2 separate regions of the Gossypium hirsutum genome follow, and region 1 is linked to region 2. The links are chromatin contacts, called in public Hi-C maps. All regions are on one chromosome and are shown on one strand. The core of a region is the stretch at or near the end of the contact, and the rest is flanking DNA. Distances in the headings are between cores, read along the strand shown. Region 1 has its middle 32 kb from the start of LOC107934263. Region 2 holds the start of LOC107934266 (putative disease resistance protein RGA3).

Region 1 (4,821 bases), core at 223-2,722, 71 kb before region 2:
TTATATTGACCCAAACTCTAAAATCAAATATAATAAAAATCCAAAAAAGAGAGAGGGAAAAGCAAGAATACACTAATTTCTAATGTATATGTAAAAGAAAGAAGAAGGAAAAAAAGTAGGTTTATAGTCATTTTCTTACGTGGCCTGCTGCTATTGGACATATTTATTTTTAAAACGCTCTGCAATCATTCCAGCTCAGCTTCACAAAATCTAAAAATTAAGCCTCGCTTAATTTAAAACGCGTCGTCTATCCACGTCAGCTCCAACAAAATTAAAAGTGGGTCCTCACCACCCTCTAAAAAGGGCCTTTCGTCTTGGACAAAGTTGAAAACAAGGCAATGGATTTTCGACACTTGTGAATCATTCAGGCGATAGACACGTTTTGGTTTTGGCCTTTCTGAGGGTGTGTACAGATCAAGACACGTGTCGAGTTGAGTGGAAGAATTCTTGCTTTATTTTATTATAAAAAGGGTACACGTATACAAGAGATAAAAAGGCAGTGTATGCAACTTTTGTATCTTTCGGTGCAAAAAGAGTCAACTGACAGTAGCAGTAGTATTAATTTAATGGGGATAATTGGGGGTTTTAAAAAAGCCCTTAAAAATATTAGATTAATTTTGGTCGGCCGCGTGGGCGGTTTAACAGTCTAACAAGCATGCTTTTTCTGTATATATTACTGTTTATTATTAAAATAAGCTAAGCCTTTTGATTTGGATATTTGTACCAAATAGTTGCCTTTTTGGCCGAGCTTTGGTGGTTAAAGCAACGTCGTATGATTATAATATTGAAGAAGAAAGCTATTGTTTGGTTTAGGATAAAAATAAGTTTTGTCTTTGTTACATTTCAAAACTTGCTTTACTCTTCAAAAAATCTTAATAATTTAAATTCGAGTAGAATTAAATTAAATTAAACTAATAATTCCTTTTCACTCAAAAAGAGTTAAAATAATGGATTCTTAATTAAGTATCAAGATTAAAATCCTATTATTTTAACAAAACAATTTATAACTTATCTTTATAAAGTATTACAAGATTCAAATTTTCATTTTAATCAAAACATCAATTAATTTTAAAATAAATTACTACTATTATGTATTATGATGAATTTCTAGAATGTTCGTAGCGTGTTTTGTTGATGAAGACGAAAAACACTTGAGCTTCCTAAGTCAGATCTCACCATTTTTTTCTCTTTGGGGGATTTCCACAAAAATGAAAAAGTTACGGACCCTTTTAAGTCAAGAGATATCAAAAAGTGATATGAAAGTAAGTTGTAAAATGTACCCAAACAACAACTTTCGAGGGAAAAGAAAAAGGTTAAAACAGTATTGGAATTGGAATTTAATAAAATGGTACAAGTTATAGAGATGGGAATTGATATCCAACCCATCTGGGGCTAAAATTTAAGTGGGCCTATTATGAAAAATATTTAAGTGCTCCTCAACTTGTGATGCATATATTTTGTTACCTCTTACAGCTTTGGGCCTTTCACCAAAGTATGTATACACAATTCCCACCTATTTTGGATTTGAACTATATGCTATACAAGTACAATGAATACATTTTCACTTAAACCTAAACTACATTTTCACTTTAACCTAAACTATACCTTCTTTTCTTTTCATCTTCTTGGTTTTTTTTTTACAAGTTCTACTTAAAATTTTTTTTAAGTTGATATCTCCGTTTATTAAATTGTTAGTTAAATTGTTGAGTCTATTTCAAAAAATCTTAACTTATAAATTAGTACCAAAATTAAATTTTTTCTCATTTTAATATCTAAACATTTTTTTTGATCACATTTGGTACTTAAACTATTATTTTATTACCAATTTTACACCAAAATATTATATATGTTTAAAAAAATTAAGTTAATAGACTTAAAAAATATTTTTAATTCTTTTATTTTCTTTTATATTATTTCTCTTTTTATTTTTTTATATTTTATTCTTTTTCCTTATAATTTCAAGTAATACCAATAATGCTCGAAATTCGCCCTCTCGAGGTCGAGATGCCGATGGTTAATTCTGTTTTAGAACTTTACCGCTTGCTTGCTCAACTTGACATGATTGAAAAAGTTATTTCATCTATCAAAACCATTGCTTTTAGAATTAGACTTAATCGACTGATCAAACTAGGAACCGATCAGGGTATAATGTCACAGGCTGCATATCAAAACCCATGGCCATTACGCACAAAACGTCCCATAAAGATCAACTTATTATGTAACACCCCTTACCCACATTCGATGCTGGAACAGGGTACGAGGCATTACCGGACTAAAATACAAGCATTCAACAAAACCAAAACAATAATTTCCATTCAAATTTAAAACTTTTCCAAAAACATATATTTTGTCTTATTATGATCCTTCGAGGCTCGAAACATGTATTGGAAATGGTTTAGGATTAAACCGAGAATTTTGAAAACTTTTTAGAAAACTTAGAAAAATTTTCATGTAAAAAGGGCCACACGCCCGTGTGACATGGGACACGTCCGTGTGGTGTAGCCGTGTAGCCCACATGGCCGTGTTTCTTGGGCGTGTACCTCTCTGACTTGCATCCATGAAGAAACTTAAGTCACACGACCTGAGTACACGTCCGTGTTGCTAGGCCATGTGGTAATTAAAATTTCACATTTTAGGTGCAGACTTCACACGGTCGTATCATACGGCCATGTTGGAGCTCGCGTGTGTCACACGGCCAAGCCACACGCCCGTATGTCTAAACCTGGACATTCTATTTCTCATTTTTAAGATGCAGGGGACACACGACCTTAACACATGCCCATATGGCAGGTCGTGTGTCACACACAACCTAGACACATGCCCGTGTGGACGAAAATAGGCCATTTAAGACCACTTTTCTCTCCCTTATACTATCTTCTTGCACAAACTCACATTTATATACTAATTAGGTCCAACCATTTCAAGCCAAAACATATATATTTCATTATCTAACACAACCATCAGATTCAATTTACTTTGCATACTTAATCATTCATTCTATTTCATTATCATTTCAACCTCTATACATGCCATATGAATTTACAAAAAGTTGTTTAACAAAATCTACAGGAGTAAATTTAGATAGTGTGATCCTTGATGTAGATTCGATCCTCCGAATATATATACATAAAACTACAAGAACAATAAACATACACAAGTAAGCTTATAGAAGCTTAGTAAGCTCATAAGCATAGAAAATAAATCTTACCGAACATTTTTACAACAATCATATAATATTCAATTCAATAATTCCTCCTGTCAATCACAAAATCATTTATAAGTTCATTTGATTGATTTCAATGTCACTATTAACCAATTCTAGTTTTTTTGGGCCCATTTGTCCTTTACCTTCATAATCAAATTAGGGAACAATAATGGAATTGAGTGCTTCATTTTCACATTTCCATAGTAAACTATAGACTTGCACATAGTCACATATCACACACCGAAGCCATAACCTAACCATGGTCTTACAGGTATCACATATCATACTGGTGCCATATCCTAGATATGGTATTTACACATGAGCACATATATCACCGATGTCATATCCTAGATATGGTCTTATACAGGAGCACATAATTACATCTCTCCAATGCTATAGCCTGTTATGGTCTTATACGGGAGCACATATCACATGTTGCCATGGTCTAACCATGGTCTTTTCCATCAATTCATCTTGGTCACAAAACGAAAGCACTCAAATCCATTGTTCCAATTAATTTATACTTTTACTTATATATTATTTCATAATTATTACAATTTGATAACATTCATCTACAATAATATACCATAGTATTCATGAAATTTACATAACAAAACATTGAATTTTTTTTTTGCTATATGAACTTACCTGGGCTGATCTGCAAAAGTCGTAGAAATTTCAAGGACTATTCTTGTAATTTCTTATTTCCATGATTCACCTCTACTTCTTGATATATAATTATAAAGTCATTCCCTCATTAGCATTTATTTCAATTCTATTCTAATTCACAATTTATGCCCTCTAATTTTCAAAATTTCACTTTTACCATAAATTTTTTAGTTTTTACAATTTAATCCTTGTTCAATTTATTCATCAATTGAACTAGTTCCTCTCAAATAACACTTTATCTAAACATTATAAACTACTTTACATCCTTTGATATTCAAAATTTCAACACAAAACCCTAATTACAATAACTTTCACAATTAGGTCCTAAAAATCAATTCTTATAAGAATTCTCTTCATAAAATCACCATATAATAAAATTATAACCCCAATTCCATGCTAAATCATTATAAACTTCAACACTTACTCATGGAAATTTTCCAAATCATTCATAAAAGTAAAAACTAATGAATTAAATGGCAGGACCTTGTTGTAAAAGTCTCAAAAACACAAAAATTATAAGAAATAATCAATAGTTGAACTTACATGCTATAGAATATAAAACCAGCTTTTTTAAAAGCTCTCTAATTGTGTTTTTAGCTGATGAAAATGAAGAAAAATGATGAATTCTCTAGAATTACCAATTACATCATATTTTACAATTAAATTTTTACCCTATTTCCAATTTTACCCTTTGTTTCACCTAATTTCAGATTTTTCTAAAAATATTTATGGCTCGGGTTATGAATTTGAGGTCTCGATACCTCGTTCTTGACCCAATTACTTAATAATATTCTTTTAAAACACAAAATTCACTAATTCAAAAATATTTCTAAAATCATACCTAACATTTACTTATTAATTTCTAAATTACTAAACTCACATGCCAGTTTTAGCAATTTGAATCACTGTTCCGGCATCACTGAAATTTTGGTCGTTACAACCTCTCA
Region 2 (4,529 bases), core at 1,061-3,560:
ATTTTTCAAACTTACTTTTCCACAACACTTTTTAAAAACACTTTTTAAAAGTAATGCTAAACTGGCCTTATATAAGTTGCGCAAGAGAAGCGAGGATGAGATATTAGTTATTACTTTAAAGGAGAGGACATGACAAGCTAGTGATAAAATTGCAGACTTGAGAAAGTTAAAATGTATAATGTCCTCTTTAGATCACTTAATTAGATAGTGGCTATGAGATTAAAGGATAGATTACGTTGAGTTAACCAAATTCATATTTTGCTTATATTTTGTGAAGTACAAGTATTTTCAAATTTCACATAAAGCAATTTGTGGTACAACCAATCGTACCATGTTGTTGGGACCAAAGAATAACCCACATTTTGAAATTTTAAATTTTATTTAAAGAATAATGGTAAGATTATATATTTTTGGACTGATTTTTTTTAAAATACTAATTTTAAAAAATAATTAGATTAGGTCATTTTTAAAAAAAATTATGAGATTAGATCGACTTTACAGAAATACTTTCAATTGATTTGTAAAAATATATTTCCACTTTCAATTTTCTTATAAAATAAAATTTATAAAACAAGTCTTTATATATATCCCAAATATTATTTTACTTGTTTTATTAAACTGATATAGAATATAAATCTATATAGACTCTTGTAACATTTACAGTTTATTTATAATGAAATAGACTTGAGATATTTATATAGACTTGTTTTATAAATTTTATTTTCACAATAACCACATAAAAAAATAAAAAAAATATTGGGGGTACAATTAATATTTGAAAAAAAAAAAAGTGGATAACGTTCTAAAGATGTTTATTTCTGCAGAGAAAGTAGCGCCACAGTTTGTTTCATTTGAAGCAATTAATTTGATGGTTCAGGTTTTCTAGGCCTTAAAATGGCACCCCTCACAACAAGTCCGCTTTTCCAATGGCCCCCATATTGATAGAAGTCAAAGCAAACTTCTCCAGTTTCATCATCTTCGTTATCTGGTGTATGAAAACTGCCAACATTGAGCTCCATCCATTGCCCTCTAGGCTTCTGCAAGAGGCTAACTTGCCTTTCTTGGACTCTTCCATTAGGGAGGGATAGTCTGAGCTTCACTGGGAGTTCCCAACCAGATGCCCCTTTTGTCAACTTTACTTCATATACAACTTCGTATAAAGTTGCAGGGGAAAGCTCTGATATTTTCAACTTCCCTCTCACATCCAGCCAACATACATGGCTTAATTTCGCTACTTCGATGTTTTCACCACTGCAAATCATGTATTAATGGATCACTGAAACCAAAAAATATTTAAAAAATCCATGAAAAGAAGAAGAGAGAAAAAAAAATCCAACCTTGTGTCTTTAAAACTGTTCCAGATCCAGTACTCACGGCCACCCCATGTCACGTAGAGTGACCTTGCGTACAACATGAAGCATTTTTTACCAGTCTTTGCATCTTCCCAGGTTTTCTGCATGATAACAAAATATTTTGTTTGTGAATTTTTTGTTAGATTGGTAAGTTAAAGATTTGAAACATACCTTTGTCTTGTGATCCAGGAAGGTCTCCTCGTTCTTGTTCTTCTTCTTGTTCTTAAACATGTTCGTTGATTATGTTATGTACCCAGACAAAACCAAAGAGTTTACACACTCGTATAAGCTTTAATTTCCTGTATTGACTTCAATCTATTCTTTTTATCTTTTTTATAGTGAAACCTGAAGAAGAATGTACAGGAAATGAAAAGGATGAGAGAGAAAGCATACTTGCAATTTCCAAGAACATCAGATGAAATTTGCTGTAAGTTTCTTTTTCCATGGAAGCGCGTCCAAACAATAAATTTTGAGCCAGAAATAATAAGTTTTTCACTTTGACTATTTCTCTATTAACTTTTTCACTTAAGACTATTTCTCTTTTTTTTCCTTCTTCCAGACAGAGGAACACGTATAGTGGATGGCCAGTTCCAAGTCCTTTTTTGTCCTGTATATGGAAAACCAGTTCAATCCGTGTCGAAGAAACTAAGAAGAAGCTTCGGAGGTATCACTACTGTCTGAACTTGATCTATATAAAGACAGAATCAGGAAACAAAGGAAATCAAATCAATTAATTCATCCCGTTTCAAGCTCCAAATGAGCTGTCAATTTTAGGGTTTTGTTGTTGTGTAATCTTCCTGTCGTGTCATTTATTTCCAACAGAGTTTCTCTTGCTGGTGAGTTTCTGTGTAATTCTTCCATGCAGCACAGCAAATAACTAATATGAACGAAATGAAAATAACTTTTTTGTTCATTCTTGCAGGAGTTGTGATCAATAAGACTTAATTCCAACTAGTTATGGCTGAGATAGCTTCTATTTTTGTTAGTCCTATCGTGTCCAAGCTCACTGAAACTGTTGCAACCTTGATCAACGAAGAACTTGCAGCAATAAAGGGTGCTAAGAAGGAGCTGGAAAAGCTTTCAAGCAATCTAATCACCATTGCAGCTGTGCTTGAGGATGCTGAGAAGAAGCAGATGGATGCAGCCTGTGGTCGATCTTTGAAGGTGTGGCTCTCCAAGCTCAAAAATATTGCTTTTGATGTAGAGGACATACTAGACACTTTTGCAACGGAAGCTCACCTCTCCAAGGTACGCAGAATCCCATTTCGAATCCGTATGGCACCTGAAATCAAACAAATTTTAACAAAATTTGACTTGATTGCTAAAGAGAAGAGCAATTTCGGTCTCAGTGTAAGTAGTGATGCTGCAAGGTCTGATTCCCAAAGTCAAAACCACTTTCCACTCACCAATTCCTTCGTAGATACAACCGATGTGTTAGGTAGGGATTCTGATAAAGATAAACTAATAGATCAGATGCTATCAAATGAAAGTCATAATAGGGAAGGTGATGTTTCTGTCATTCCCATCACTGGGATGGGAGGCCTAGGCAAAACAACTCTTGCTCAACTCATCTTCAATGATGAACGAGTTAAGAAGCACTTTGAGTATAGGATGTGGGTCTGTGTCACTATTGATTTCAATCTCCAACGGATACTCAGGGGAATCATAGAATTTCACACTCAAATGGAGGTCTCTAATAACTTATCCATGGACAGCCTACTGACACGCTTTAAAGACATCTTAGCTGGGAAAGACTTTCTGCTGGTTTTAGATGATGTTTGGGTTGACAATTACCAAGATTGGGAGCCACTTGGAAACATTTTGAAGCTAGGAGGTAAGGGCACTAGAGTTTTAGTCACTTCTCGATCCACCAAAGTGTCTGACATTATGGCGACCCAAACTCCCTATACCTTACAAGATCTGCCCCACCAGGAATGTTGGTCCTTGTTCAAAAAAATTGCTTTCAAAGACCATAAGAACATGTCGAGCGAATTGGAAAGCATCGGTAGGGAAATTGTAGGCAAGTGCAACGGCTTGCCTTTGGCGGTGAAGGCAATGGGGGGTCTCCTGCGTGGTAATGTTGATGTAGACAAATGGAAAGGAATCTTGAGAGACAGCATATGGGAGCTAGAAGACGAGAAAAGCCTCAATAAGCCCAAAATTTTGCCAGCCTTGAAATTGAGTTATGACCACCTGCCTTCCTATTTAAAACAATGTTATTCGTATTGCTCTATATTTCCAAAGGCCTATGTTTTTGATAGGAAGGAGCTGGTCAAGCTTTGGATGGCTCAAGCATTTATTCAACCTAGAGGGCAAAGTGCAGAGGAGACTGGACGTGAATACTTTGATGAGTTGTTAACCAGGTCCTTCTTCCAAACTCTAGACATTGATAACAAAGAGAGATATAGAATGCACGATCTTATCCATGAGTTGGCAGTATCAGTTTCAAGTCCCCAGTGCTGCCAAGTGATGGACCACAAGTCGTTTGTTTTCTCTCAACAATGTCGTCATATCTCATTGCTCTATCAGGATTTAGAGAGTCCTACCTGCAAGCAGGTTTTTAAGACGTGCAATAAGCTGCGCACACTCCTGCTGCCTAGCGAGTACTTGAAAAGCTTAGGAGGGCAAACTCTGGACCAGATGTTTCGTTCTCTAAAATACATTCGTGCCTTGGATCTAAGTTCGAGCTCGCTCACGGAATTACCAGACTCTGTTGGAGAGTTGAAGCTATTACGCTACTTGGATCTCTCTAGGACAGAGATCAAGAAGCTTCCCAACTCAGTATGTAAGCTCTGGAATTTGCAGACACTTAAGCTCCTAGGCTGCCTTTGGCTTTTTGAATTGCCCAAGGACCTTGGAAAAATGGTTAACCTGATTTATCTTGAGCTAGATGACATGTTTTGGTTCAAGTGTAGGGAGCTGCCACCAAGGATGGGAAACTTAACCAGGCTACAGAATTTGCATGCATTTCGAGTACTCAGCAGTACACCGGGACATGGCATTGGAGAACTGAAGGACATGGCGGATCTTACAGGAAAGCTGCATATCTCCAACCTGGAGAATGCAGTGAATGCAGCTGAGGCAAAGCTAAACCAGAAGGAGAGCCTTCAGATGCTGCTGTTAGAATGGACTGACAAAGACTTCAACCAAGAAGATGAAGTCAGAGCAGAGAGGGAC

What was found. Hi-C and Micro-C count contacts between places; a contact is called where the count stands out from the background.
Region 1: a contact with region 2 is called in a Hi-C map of leaf, with 2.4 times the contacts expected there. The contact joins the enhancer-like site here to the promoter of LOC107934266 in region 2. A contact is called at or near these places in 10 of 34 Hi-C or Micro-C datasets (anther, callus, hypocotyl and 2 more).

The regions. Positions count from the first base shown.
Region 1 is chrA12:97,943,187-97,948,007 of Gossypium_hirsutum_v2.1, reverse strand. No RefSeq gene overlaps it. Among protein-coding and RNA genes, the nearest start is that of LOC107934263, 32 kb to the right of the region's middle. Within about 2 kb of position 1,472, at least 4 of the 9 cell types and tissues checked have an H3K27ac peak or open chromatin away from gene starts, as enhancers often do. A contact at or near this core is called in hypocotyl and leaf, where this site is marked.
Region 2 is chrA12:97,873,528-97,878,056 of Gossypium_hirsutum_v2.1, reverse strand. LOC107934266 (putative disease resistance protein RGA3) reads left to right here and starts at 2,310. Exons shown (of 2, transcript XM_016866639.2): 1 at 2,310-4,529. The coding sequence starts at 2,310. It overlaps LOC107934267 (lectin), which reads right to left. Exons shown (of 4, transcript XM_016866640.2): 2 at 1,524-1,697; 3 at 1,338-1,453; 4 at 680-1,251. The coding sequence starts at 1,583. The coding sequence ends at 861.